2 separate regions of the Mus musculus genome follow, and region 1 is linked to region 2. Evidence: chromatin contacts called from public Hi-C data. All regions are on one chromosome and are shown on one strand. The core of a region is the stretch at or near the end of the contact, and the rest is flanking DNA. Distances in the headings are between cores, read along the strand shown.

Region 1 (6,894 bases), core at 457-2,956, 530 kb before region 2:
TCTATGATTTTTAATTCCATAACTTGCCTGAGAGATTTTTTTAAATATATATCAACCAAGCCACAAACCCAAATAAAGAAGCCTTTGGTGGAAAATTTTTTAAGTCTATATTTTCCTAAGAATGTTCAATTTATTCTATCTTTTAAAATAACTCCAAGATTAAACAAGAAGCTAATGTTTTCAATGACTTTTAGCACAAAGTATAAAAATAGAAGAGAGGGGCTTTTGGAAGAAAATAAAAGCCCACTTATCTTCCTCTTTGAAAGGGGAGGGGAATCTAAGAGGAAAGACAATGTTAGAGAGACAATGTTGTTATTTGTCTAAGATCCTACAGAGAAACCTCTCACAGATGCTTAAATCTGCACCCGGACCTCATGTTGGTCTCAGTGTCAGTGCACAGAGACAATGATTCCAGAGCACAAACCCCAGAGTTATTTAGAAGTTCAGCATCATCAAGAATAAGCCTGGGTCCAATCTTCACTCCAAGCACCATTCCGACAAGGCAATAGATATAGATAGATACATAGATAGATAGATAGATAGATAGATAGATAGATAGATAGATAGACAGACAAACATGCAAGCCAGGTATGGTGATGCACATCATTAATCACAGCATCGGGGAAGCAGAGACAGGCAAATCTCTGTGAGTTGGAAGCCAGCCTGATTTATAAAACAGAGTACCAGGACAGCTTCTAGGCTCTGCCCCACAGTTACCTGGCAACAGCCAGGTATGCCTGACTCACTATAAAAGGGGCTACTTGCCCCATCCTCACCCTCTTACTCTCTTATTCTCTCTGTTCCTTCTCTCTCCCATTCCCCTCCCACCTCCATGTGTTCCTGGCTGGCCTCTCCTCCCTCTCTGTCTATCTCTCTATCGCTGTCTCTCTGTCTCTATCTCTGTCTCTCTCTCTCTGTCTCTGTCTCTCTCTCTCTCTCCCTCCCTCCCTCCTTTCCCGCCTCTCCCTGCCTTTCTCTATCTCTACTCCAACCTCAACTCCCCTCCCCATGCCCTAAATAGACTCTATTTTATACTATATCTGTCATATGGCTGGTACCTCAGGGGGAAGGGATGCCTCAACATGGGCCAGCAGAGGTACCCCCTTCCACCTCACCATACTGTGCCTCAACCAAACATGTCCTGGTTCTTTCTTTCTTATTTATAAAACACAGCAACAGCCAAGATTGTAGCACAGAAAAACTAGATAGATAGATAGATAGATAGATAGATAGATAGATAGATAGATAGATTGCATAAAACAGGAAGAAAACATTGTTTCAAATGAAAACTAATCTATGTCATCATGATTATAAGAATTTCAGACTAGTCAGAGGGAGGAGCTTAAGACTTCAAATCTGTAGCAGTCAGGGGAAATAACATTCATGACTGTACATTTTAACAGTATATCAGATTGCCATTTCTAATTACTTGAATCGTTGTGAGTACCCACTTTTATTTTTAGTCACTCTTTGTCCTTGATTGGAGAATCCCTCGGATACAGAGGCAAGCAGATGCATTATGAATGGAGGAATTGTTCTTAAGCTCAGATTTATTCTTAGATTTTTCACAGGGAAAACGCATATTTAACGTTTTGTCATACCTTTATAGGTCAATTGCATAATGCTTCATGTACACTTCATCTGAAGATGAACATTTAATGGAATGTGTCAAGAATTCCCTTCTCTAGCTTGGAGTTAGCTTTAAAATGCCATCATAACTACAAGGATGCCACCATGTGGCCGAAGGGTGCTTTCTTGAAAGCTGTATAGCATAACCTAAAGGGTAATAATGTAGAAAATGAACAATTTAAAATCCAGATTTCCTGAGTGAGATTCTGATATTTATCAGACCTTATAGTCTGCTTTTGCCTTACTTATAATTCTCTATTTAATTGACAAGTGCCCAATTCATCTGCAATGTAATTCGTTTCACTTTTACTGCATTCTCAATTCCAGCTGTCACAGAAGCAGAACAATCGCTGCTAGGGCCTTTACTGTGAGAGGAGACTCATTATAATAATAATAATGATTTATGTGTAAGATAAAGGCATCTAAAGAATCCTTATGCCCTTCAAACATATATTCATAGTAAAGCAATTCCTACTCCACTCTTCAACCCTTTGGACAATTGCTTAGCCGTCCTTTTGTCAATACTAATGAACCACTGTGTGTTTTTTCTTTTTATATCGTTATTAGACAATTAAAGGCACGCTGAACGATGCACTTTCTAAAAATGACAGTCCAGAGTAGTATAGATTTTTAGAAAAGCAGCAGAAGTGGGTCACTTTAACAAAGGAAATTCTGCTGCAAGTGGATCTCGAAGAACGTGTACCTGTTATCCTCTGTATCAAAATAACCAATTTCAAGCACTCAATGAATCTTTTTCATTAAAGCAACTTGAAACTGCTATTATTAGAATGTCATTACAGGAAACTCCAAATGCTACTGCCAGTCATCTAAAGTTCAGCAAAATGGAATCAAAGAACAGAGCCAGAGTGCATTCATCTCAAAACTCAGTCTTGAGATTCAAAGGCAAGGTGTTTGCAGTAGCTTGAAGGTAAATGACCTGCAGGCTCTATGGTGGTTTGATAAATATGACCTCCAAGATTTCTGTGTGCTTGGCTCATAGGGAGTAGCACCATTAGGAGGTATGGCCTTCTTGGCATAGCCTGACCTTGTTAAAAGAATTGTGGCAATGTTGGGATGGGCTTTGAGGTCTCCTATGCTCAAGCCCTGCCCAGTGTGGAAGACAGTCCCCTTTTCCTTCCAGCAATCAAGATGTAGAACTCTCAGCTCCTTCTTCACCACCATTTCTACCTGCATGCTGCTGTACTTCCCACCATGATGATAATAGACTAAACCTCTGAAACTGCAAGCCAGCTTCAATGAAATGTTTTCCTTTGTAAGAGTTGCCTTGGTCACAATGTCCCTTCAAAGCAATAAAATTTTAACTAAAGTAGGTTCATATGTCTGAATGCTTGGTACAGAGTTAGAGGAATTCTTTGGAACAGATTACTAAGTGTGGCCTTGTTGGAGGAGGTGGGTGTGCCACTGCGGTTGGCTTTGAAGTTTCAAAATCCCAAACCATTGCTATTAGCTCCTTCTTTGTCCTGTGCTTGTGGATCACATGTGGCTTTCTTTCACCTCCCTGCCTGCTGTGCCTACTGTCATGCTTCCGGCCATGATGGCCATGGACTCTCCCTGTGAAACTGTAAGCATGCTTTCATGCTTTATTCTACGTGTTGCCTTGGTCATGATGTTCTGTCACAGAACAGAACAGTAGCTAAAACAGTTAACTTGCCAGTTACCTCCTGAAAATCGTCAGGAGATAATTTATTGTAAAATTATTATCCTGCCAACAAAATGATTAACAAAAGAACCAAAAATTATTGGCTGAGAATGAGAAAACTAAATATTATTAATGAATACAATAGTACAGAATGAAAACATGGTGCTTCGGTGTTTTTCTAACACATGTTCTGGAAAACTTTTTTCTTCCTCAAATGAAGCATCAAGGAAGTGGTCTGCATTTTTTAAGCACTTGAGAAGCAGAGATTGAGGAAATCTGTGTGAATTTTGAAATCAGCTTGGTCTACATAGTAATTTTCAAACCAGCTATGGCTGGAGAGTAAGGATCTGGAGACAGAGACACAGATACAGAGACACAGAGAAAGACAGAGACTGACGGGGGGACCTACAAAAGGGACGGACATTCAGGAAGTTGGGAGTGATTATTAGTAGGAAAAGAAATACTCAAATTGTCCAAGTTCACGTCTAAATTAAATAAAAAATTAAAGTCTATGCCTCTTCCTATGACATATCCTAATAACCTAGTAACAATGCAGGCTCCCTCTGCTTCGCTTGTTTTGAGCTGTGATTGCAACAGTTCTTACACTCACGCACAATTAACCCCAAAGGTCCCACTTGGATTTCTTCCTCTTTATCAGCAATATCCACTGTGCTCTGGGTTCCTTTCATCTCTTCTGTTATTGCTACTACTTGACAATAAATTTAAGTTATGAAGATATAACAGTTTAAATCCTGTCTTCACTATTTTTAGCTCTGAGTCTTGGTTAACTAACCCCGAGACTCAGTTCCCTCTTCTATAAAATGAAGACACGAGTGTTTACTGCAGGAAGCTGACAGAGAGTCTAACAAACAAATGTGAAAGTATAAATGGAGAAAGCACTGGCTTCCATTGGCTTTGTTTCTTTAGTTGTATTCGCTCATCTGCCACCAGGGCCTTCCTTTGTCTCCCACATTTACAGTCACCTGCATCTTCAGCCTATGGTAACCCTGAACCTTCCTCTTCTACTAAATCCTGTGTGGGTCTCAGTACAAAGCCATTCTAGGTAAATTACCACATTTTCTCATTTTGCTTAAAGCTCTCAGTGATCTCTCCAAGAAGAACTTGTTGGCATTTAGTCTAGGCTCTGCCCACAGTTACCTGGCAACAGAAAAGTGTGCCTGACTCACTATAAAAGGGGCTGCTTGCTCTGCCCTCCACCTTGCTCTGTCCCCTTCCTCCTGCTCCCCCTCTCCTTGTCTCTCTCCACATGCTCATGGCCAGCCTCTACTCCTCTACTGTCTCTCCCTCCCTTCCTCCCTCCCTGCCTCTCTCCCTCTGTCCCTCCCTCTCTCTGCCTTTCTACTCCCTTAGCTCTCCTCCCCGTGCCCTGAATAAACTTTATTCTATACTATACCATCTTGTGGCTGGTCCCTCAGAGGGAAGGGATACCTCAGCATGGGTCCTCAGAGGCACCCCCTTCTCCCACACCTTACTGCATCTCCACCAAACATATTCCTCCCCTCTTTATTTTTATAAAACACAACAGAACTTACTAAGGACCTATTGTCTTACTGGTAACAGTAAAATCCAATATAGCCTTGTATACATTAATTCTAAAATGAAACCAAAAAAGTTAGAAAATTTTAAACAGAGCCTTGAGAAATCTTCTCAAACTATATAGATCATCATCCTTCCTCCTACAACAAAACCCCAGAGATAGCACTTTCAGTCCAATTTACAATTTATATTTCCTTACGTCAAGTTCTTCCTGTTTATAGATTTTTATCTCCTTCTAAAGTCCAAATTCTTTAGTAGCTAAATTATCTGTCTTTGCAACTCTTCTCATAATAAGTAGAAGATTTTTGAGTAAATAATGACAGGGTGAATATATAGAGGAATGGGATTCTTAATGATATGCATGTTAATGCCAGTAGATATTAAATGAGCAAGTATCAAGAATGAGATTAAATTTTTAATTATCAACACAATTTTCTCAGTATATTGTTTCCTCGGCTGGCTCCTTCGCATTTTCTTATTGTTTTTTGTTTGTTCGTTTGTTCGTTTGTTTGTTTGGGTGTTGTTGTTGTTGTTTGTTTAAGAGGTCTTACTGTGTATCTCCTTTGGATCTGGAACTCACTATGTAAATCAAGTTATCTGTCCTCAGCCTTGAAGTGCTGGGATTACAGGTGCCAGTCATTCACCCAGCCTTCTGCTAACTCACACTTGACATCAAAAGCATTGAGAAACGGAAAAACTGCCTGCCATTTTCCTCCTGGAAATGGTTTTCTCAATACACTAAATCCTTAAGAAACTGAGATGTTTTCAAGTATTTGTGATGCAGATATCTAGTTTGCAAAAAACAAACACAAGAGATGTTTTTAATACCCCAACCATGCAATTTCCCTAAACCTGGAGATAAAGGAAGAGGAGAGGCTACAGAGACAGAAATGTAAGGGGTCCACTAAGGGAACCTCTGGCTGAGACAGCCAAGGTGTGTTTCTAAAGCCAGACCCAGGCTGCTTTTCCTGAGTGTGTCAAATGCAAATGGACCCACTGTCTGCCCCTTTCAGGGTCCTAGGCTCAAAGAGCAGCAGAGAAGGTTTTTAAGACATAATTGACTCAAAACCTAGTAAGGAAAGCAATAGAGGATGATACCACTCAAAGCTATCTCTCACAGGCTTTGCCCTGCTGACTGCCTTTAGGCCACAGGTGTAATCCAGTGAACAGGGAATAAAAATCCATGGTGGAACACCTGCCTAAGGAGAAGGTTTCCGGTTTCTTTGTAAGAAAAGTGAGATTATATTCCCTAACCTCTGTCTCCCTGAGATGAGATTCTGTACAAATGGATAGCTATGACTATGTAACAGTACGAGGGTCAAGATTTCCCTCATTTGATTCCCACCAGAAACTGAAGAGATTTGTTCTGGACCATTTGCAAATGAGGCAACATTCAAGAAATTAGCATTCATTATTATTTTACAAATGTCAGAGACTGAGTTAAAACTGATGCTTCTGTCATCTAAACCCAGCCACCCAATCTACTGCCTACCTCAGACTCAATTGTCTGTTATTTGAAACAAGTATTTCTCATTGCTCACCTGTACCCCAGGTAAGTTGCACATCTGCTAAATAGCTTCCCTTAATGGAAGTATTACCATGAAACTCATAGGTGGCTTTGGGATTGGAAGACACAATCTTTTGGTGAGAAGCTGTAGTCCATCAGGTGCAATTAAACTCAAAATATCCATATAAATACACTTTTTAGTAAGCAGTGTGCGCTTGAACTAGATCTCAGCTTGATATATTAAAGTTCTTTAATTTTTTTCAAAACTAATTCTTTAGGGCCAAAAGTCACTCTCATCTAAATAATAAACCACTCTCAATGCAAATGCTAGCAGTTGCACCAAAGAGAATATGTGATTAGGTTCCAGAGCATCTAGGAACCTCCAGCCTTGAAGTAGCTTCAATCGCTAATAAATATGTTGATTCAAATTATTTTTAAATGAAAGAAAAACTTGAAATTATTTTGAATAGTGATTGGGGGGGGGGGGTAGAGAAAAGCCCACGGAGGTTTGCCAAGACCAAATAGTTGAAATACTTAGTTA
Region 2 (6,595 bases), core at 958-3,457:
ACTAACCAGAGCTTGTGTCTTTAGCTGCATATGTAGCAGAAGATGGCCTAGTCAGCCATCATTGGGAAGAGAGGCCCCTTGGTCTTGCAAACTTTATATGCCCCAGTACAGGGCCAGAAAGGGGGAGTGGGTGGGTTGGGGAGCAGGGCAGGGGGAGGGTATAGGGGACTTTCAGGAAAGCATTTGAAATGTAAATGAAGAAAATATCTAATAAAAATTGAAAAAAAAATTTTTAAACTGAAAACAAAAAATAAATTTTAAAAAATAAAATAAAATAATAAAAACTGAAAACAGGAGTCAGGTGTGGTGGCACACGCCTTTAATGCCAGCACTTGGGAGGCAGAGGCAGGCAGATTTCTGAGTTTGAGGCCAGCCTGGTCTACAGAGTGAGTTCCAGGACAGCCAGGGCTATACAGAAAAACCCTGTCTCAAAAAAAAAAAAAAAAAAACAAAACAAAACAAAACAAACAAAAACAAAAACAAAACAAAAAACAGTCACTAAATGCCAGTAACTTGTGCACACTAAAGTCGTCTGGTAATAAGTATTTGATGATTGCAGTCTCCTTTCTAATACGTCAAAATTAGGCTACATGAGTGAGGCAAATATAGCACAATGCTAATAAGACTATAAAATCTAGGTGACCGACTCCATTTTCTTTCTTTAGATTGAAATTCTTCTGAATAAAGGATTGGGGCAAAGGAAAGATCCCCAGTAGCAGACAGTCACAATTTACAAATTGGCAGAAATCTTAAGATCACATTTAAGTCACACAGTCAAAGGACCATGAAGGAAAAGACAAATAAAGATGGCATCGATGATAGAGGTATACAAATAAGAGGGTTGCAGGTCTGCAAATGAATTTGGACTCATTTTTGAGGTGCACAGAAGATGTAGGGAAGTGTGCAGAACATTAATAAATGCTAACATCATAATTCAAAAACATACTTGCAGCCATTACCTGCAACCAGCACTTCAGTTGTGGATGAAGAGTGGGGAGTCTTTATTAAAGATTAACTGTTGGCATTTCTTCTAGATTCCACCCCACAGTTACCTGGCATCAGCCAAGTGTGCCTCGTAAAGAACATCCCTCTATGGCCTCTGCATCCGCTCCTGCTTTCTGACCTCCTTTGAGTTCCAGTCCTGACTTCCTTGGTGATGAACAGCAGTATGGAAGTGTAAGCTCAATAAACCCTTTCCTCCCCAACTTGCTTCTTGGTCATGATGTTTGTGCAGGAATAGAAACCCTGACTAAGGCAAATTGGATCTACTCACTATAAAGGGGGCTGCTTGCCCCTTCCTCACCCTCTCTTGCTCTTGCTCTTCCTTTCTTACCCTCTTCCCTCTCTGTCCCTTCTTCCCACCCCACCCCTTCATGGCCAGCCTCTCTCCTCTCTCTCTCTCTCCCTCCCTCCCTCCCCCTCTCCCCACCCCCACCCCCACACCCCGCTTGTCTCTACTACCCTCTCAACCTGCTACCCATGCCCTAAATAAACTCTATACTATACCTGGTGTGGCTGGTACCTTAGGGGAAAGGAATGCCTCAGCCTGGGCCCGCAGAGGTACCCCCTACACACACACACACACACACACACACACACACACACACACACACACACACCATACTGCGCCTCCACCAAACATCCCTGGCTTCTTCTTTTTTTCTTTTTTTTTTTTTTTTCTTTTTTATAAAACACAACATTAATTACATGGAAAACAGCCGGTTTGCTTGTGTTTCAAGGTAATAAACTAAGAGAGGAAGGACCATGCTACCTATGGGTCCTTCTGCCACAGAGCACCTTGGCTTTGGGAAGAGAAGCAGAAAAAGACAGAGAGGAAAGGAGAGAGGAGGGGACTGAGAAAAGACCAGGAAGAGAAAGGTGGGGTGAGGGAGGGGGTGGAAAAGAGGAATCTAAGTTCCTTGGTGGAGCAGAGGGATAGAGGAGACATCCAGAGAAAGACTGAAATGGAAGAGTGTAGTAAAACTCCATGGTGACAGGTGACTTAGGACCAGGATAGCAGAGGGGCTGCGGAGTCCATTAGAGGCTGCTTCTCGCTGCTATGAAATCGCTGCCGCTATCCTTTTCCCAAATCTGCACAGAAGGCATTTACACTCATGAATGTTTTATGTGAAAAGGCTTTTAGTGGACATCAAGCAGGGAGCTCAGTATGGTTTCTGGGTCAGAGCAGTGCAGAAATCTTGAGAAGGGCTTCAGAGTCCCCACAGGACTTGGAATAGGGGTGTCCGTGCCAGTCTTATGCGGCTCTCTTGGGGTCCAGGAAGAATGAGAAGCGGGGGAGGAATCAGACATCACCTTATTCGAGGAAAGGCTGATTTGTGCAGAGGAGAATTTCAAAAGCACTTTTTCTTATCCATCTTTAACCCAGAGGACCCTCGTTACCAGGTTTGGAATTTTCAGAAAAGACGGGCTCAGCTTTTTCCACGGGGTCACATTGCCACCTGCTGGTGTTTATAAAACAGTACTGCTGGTTAGAACCTTAAATTCTTCAGAAGACGCGTTTCCTCTAACTCATTCCTCCTTTCTATAGGAATACAGATTTGCCCGTTTGAGCATCATATGGTGATGTCTGATTCCTCCCCCCCGCTTCTCATTCTTCCTGGGACCCCAAGAGAGCCGCATAGAACTGGCATGGACACCCCATTCCAAGGCCTGCGGGGACTCTGAAGCCCTTCTCAAGATTTCTGCACTGCTCTGACCCAGAAACCATGCTAACAGCAATCTTTTTTCTTTAAATATATTTTAATAAAAATATAGTTTCGCCATTTCACCACTTCTCCCCTTCCCTATAGTCCTTCCAACCCCTCCCACACCTCGCTCCCTCTCAAATCGGTGGCTTTTTCCTTTGACCGTTATTGCTACATATATATTATATATTCACTCACAAACATGTAACTACACTCTGCTGAATCATTTTCTCTTGTTTATGTGTCTGTGACTTCAGCACTGAGCACTTTGTATTGAGAAACCAATTAGGTGGTTCTAACCCCTCCTCTCTTGGCAGTCATTAGATGACTACAGGTCTGTGTCTAGGAGTTGGACCCAATGAGACTTCCGCTACTTCCTTGCTGGCACATCTAATGGTATTGTCATTGTTCAGGCCCTGTTTAGGCAGCCATTTCTAGAAGACACAGTCTCACAGGAGAGTCTCTGGACCTTTGGGTCTTAAATTCTTTCTCCCCAAATTTCTCAATGTTCTTTTGACCTTAGATTCAGGATCTGTGGTGTAGATTTGTCAGTTGGAACTCAGCTCCCCAGTCCACTGGTCTCCGAGTTGTGTTCAGTTGTGTTTTTCTGCATTGATCTCCATGTGCTATAAAGAGAAGCATATTTGATGAGAGGCGAGAACTACACTTACCTATGGGCATAAGGATAAGTTTTAAGATCTAGTTGGAAATTAGGCTGGCCTAGTAAAGGGTCAATAGTAAGCTCTCTTCTAAGATCCATGACCTCACTCTCCATCCCGGGGTAGTTAGCTAGGTTTCTAATACAAGGAAATATTTCTCTCCCAGAAAGTACTATGCAAGCTGACAAAGAGGAGAAGAAATTAATAATCCTATCCAGTTCTGATGCCTATGAATTGCAGTGACCAGCAAGGCAGGAAGGCCCTAAAGGTGCAATGCTGACATGCATATGCTAGCCATAACCAACAACTGTGTGTAAGGCCCACTACAGCAATCTTTTTTTTCCTAAAAGTTTTATTTCATTTTGTTTTGTTTTATTTTGTTTTTTGTTTTGTTTTTTGAGACAGGGTCCCTCTATATAGACCTAGGTATCCTTGAACTCACTGTGTAATACAGGCTGGCCTCAAACTCACAGTAATGACTGCCTCTGTCTCCAAGACACATGCACCACCATACCTGGCTACTAACAGCTATATTAATATTAACACCTTGCCTTTCAGTATTCAGGAACCATTTAAACAGAAAAGCTGGGCTGGAGAGATGGCTCAGCGGTTAAGAGCACTGACTGCTCTTCCAAAGGTCCTGAGTTCAAATCCCAGCAACCACATGGTGGCTCACAACCATCTGTAATGAGATCTGACACCCTCTTCTGGAGTGTCTGAAGACAGCCTCAGTGTAGATACATATAATAAATGAATAAATAAATCTTTTTAAAAAAACAGAAAAGCTTCTTTCACAAGTGGGTTCTCATCCCTGGACAAGTGGCTCCACTGGTCACTGTTGGTCTTCCTTCATCCTCTGCTTAAGGACCACTGTAGGCCTTCCTCTATCCTCTGCTTAAGGACCACCGTGGGCCTTCCTCTATCCTCTGCTTAAGGACCACATGAACCTTCCTCCATCCTCTGCTTAAGGACTACATGGACCTTCCTCCATCCTCTGCTTAAGGCTCCTTTCAGTCCATGCAATATACTGTACTTACTTTATTACAATGCATGCCTCCCATAACTAGATCATAAACCCCTTAATATTTTAAGATATTGTACTTTTTCTGCATGTACATTCCCAACATCTCCACAAAACATGCATATGGAAGTTGACTAATAAAAAAAAATGAGTAACATTGAATCAAACAGCTTAAATCAGTTATGCAAACTTTCATATTAATAAAATGAATAAATAACCTTTTTATTTTCTGTTGAAAGTAGTTATAGTTTCGTCACAGTTTTCCCAGCCCCAAATCCTCCCAAATCCTTCTGACCTGCCCACCCACCCCATTTCAAACCTCTTCTCTCTCTCTCTCTCTCTTTCTCTCCCTCCCTCCCTCCCTCCCTCCCTCCCCAGCAAACATGCAAGAAAGCAAAATAAACAACAAAAAACAGGATAATAAAAGTCACCTTGTGTATGCAGTGGCTTTTGCCCAATACTACATTTTACAAAATCTATATATATAAATTCAGAATAAAGAACAAATATGGACTCCTCTTTGCTGCCTTTTTTCTATTAGCATAGAAGACTTTTGCACAAAGAATTTTGAATTCTTAAGTGTAGGTTCAATTCCTATTGTCGTAAAAATAAGAGGGTTTAAGCCTCTATAATTTACTCTATCAAAGTAACTCTTTTATCAGACATATTTCTATATGTATGGTGGGGTCCCAGCTAGGAAAATTGGTAGAGAGATGTGTCATATGCATAATGCTAGTGTTAGTGGCAAAAAGTTTTTTCATAGGAGATCTATGAGTTGATCATAGCGAAAGCTGGGGTATGATGCTCGAATTCATAAGAATGTTGATGATAATAGTAGGGTTTCTGTCATGAAATTAGTTGAATAAAGTTCTGGTAAGTTAATATAATGTAGTGGACCTAGGAAAATAATAGTTGTTAGGGCATTTATGAGAATAATATTAGTATACTCTGCTATAAAAAATAATGCGAATGGGCCGGCTGTGTGTGTGTGCTGGTTCAAGTGTAGTTGTGTGTGCATGCTTATAGAGGCCGGAACACAACCTTGGCTGTCACTCTTTAGACTTGTCTTCTTGGGTCTGAGGTTTGCTGAGTAAGCATGATTGTCTGGCCAGTGAGCCCTAGGAATCTACCTGCCTATCTCTTCCTCTTTGTCCCTGAGATTCTCAGGGACTGCTAGCATGCCAGCTTTTTTTTTTTTTTTCTGCATGGCTTCTGAGGGTAGAAATTTTGTAAAATGTAGTATTGGGCAAGAGCCACTGCATACACAAGGTGATTTTTATTATCCTGGTGCTTACAAGGCAAACCCTTTACCAACTGAATCATCTCTAGCTGCTATTAGCATATAGCTTATAAACTCTTAATTGTCACAAGATACTCTAAAACAAAATACTGATACAGTCTGATGTCAGCCTTCAGAGGAAATAGACTAAGCAGATCTAATTTATTTGATAATGCATTAGTATCATTAAGATTCAAATGAGTATTAGAGGTCCATTATTTGATTTATTCATATTATTTACATAATACCGGATCACAAATAGAGTCGAAGCTGTGATCTACTGAAATCTCCACGTTGATCCTAATGAATATTAGGGTCCCCAGACATCTCTTAAATATGATTACCCAGTATAAAAAAGACAGGTGACTCCAAACAAACCTCCTGCCTGCTTTAAACAACTAGGGCTAACATGTTCTCTTCCTCAGAGCCTCTGGAAAGGCACTTCCAGGAAGCAGAGCCATGCACAACAGTAAGAGCAAGGATGGTGGACAAGAAATGCAAGCGGTGGGAAGCCAAACTCTGTGAAGCAATATGTTAAGCAAGGCAGTGGTGACAGGGCTCTGCATAAGGAGCAGGCAAGCTGCAAATACTAGTGCAACTGAGCAAAACCTGAGTCCTTCATGTGCTTCCTATCTGCCGCAGACTCTGCGTTCCGTCCTTCCCATTTTCCTAAGGTGAATTTTAGCCATCCCCAGGTAGGTTCTGAGTCCTTAATGCATAACGCATCCCCTGCACTCTTCCTCCTTCCTCCTCTATATAAATGTAACACACCAATTTTGCTCTGTCTGAGGGGATAAAGTCATGTTCCTGGAGAGCCCACGGATATATCCTACTTTCTTCTCCCCTTTACCACCAACCTTCATTTAAAACACACACACACACACACACACACACACACACTCACTCAGAGACTACACACACACACACTCAT

Evidence for each region. A called contact is a pair of places that touch in the nucleus more often than the background predicts.
Region 1: a Hi-C map of cortical neurons shows a contact between it and region 2, with 2.9 times the contacts expected there. The contact joins two enhancer-like sites. A contact is called at or near these places in 5 of 484 Hi-C or Micro-C datasets (cerebral cortex, cortical neurons, embryonic stem cells and 2 more).

The regions. Positions count from the first base shown.
Region 1 is chr12:59,793,068-59,799,961 of GRCm38.p6, reverse strand. No RefSeq gene overlaps it. Among named protein-coding and RNA genes, the nearest start is that of Gm22673, 120 kb to the right of the region's middle. Within about 2 kb of position 1,706, at least 5 of the 459 cell types and tissues checked have an H3K27ac peak or open chromatin away from gene starts, as enhancers often do. A contact at or near this core is called in cortical neurons, where this site is marked.
Region 2 is chr12:59,261,448-59,268,042 of GRCm38.p6, reverse strand. No RefSeq gene overlaps it. Among named protein-coding and RNA genes, the nearest start is that of Fbxo33, 45 kb to the right of the region's middle. Within about 2 kb of position 2,207, at least 16 of the 459 cell types and tissues checked have an H3K27ac peak or open chromatin away from gene starts, as enhancers often do. A contact at or near this core is called in cortical neurons, where this site is marked.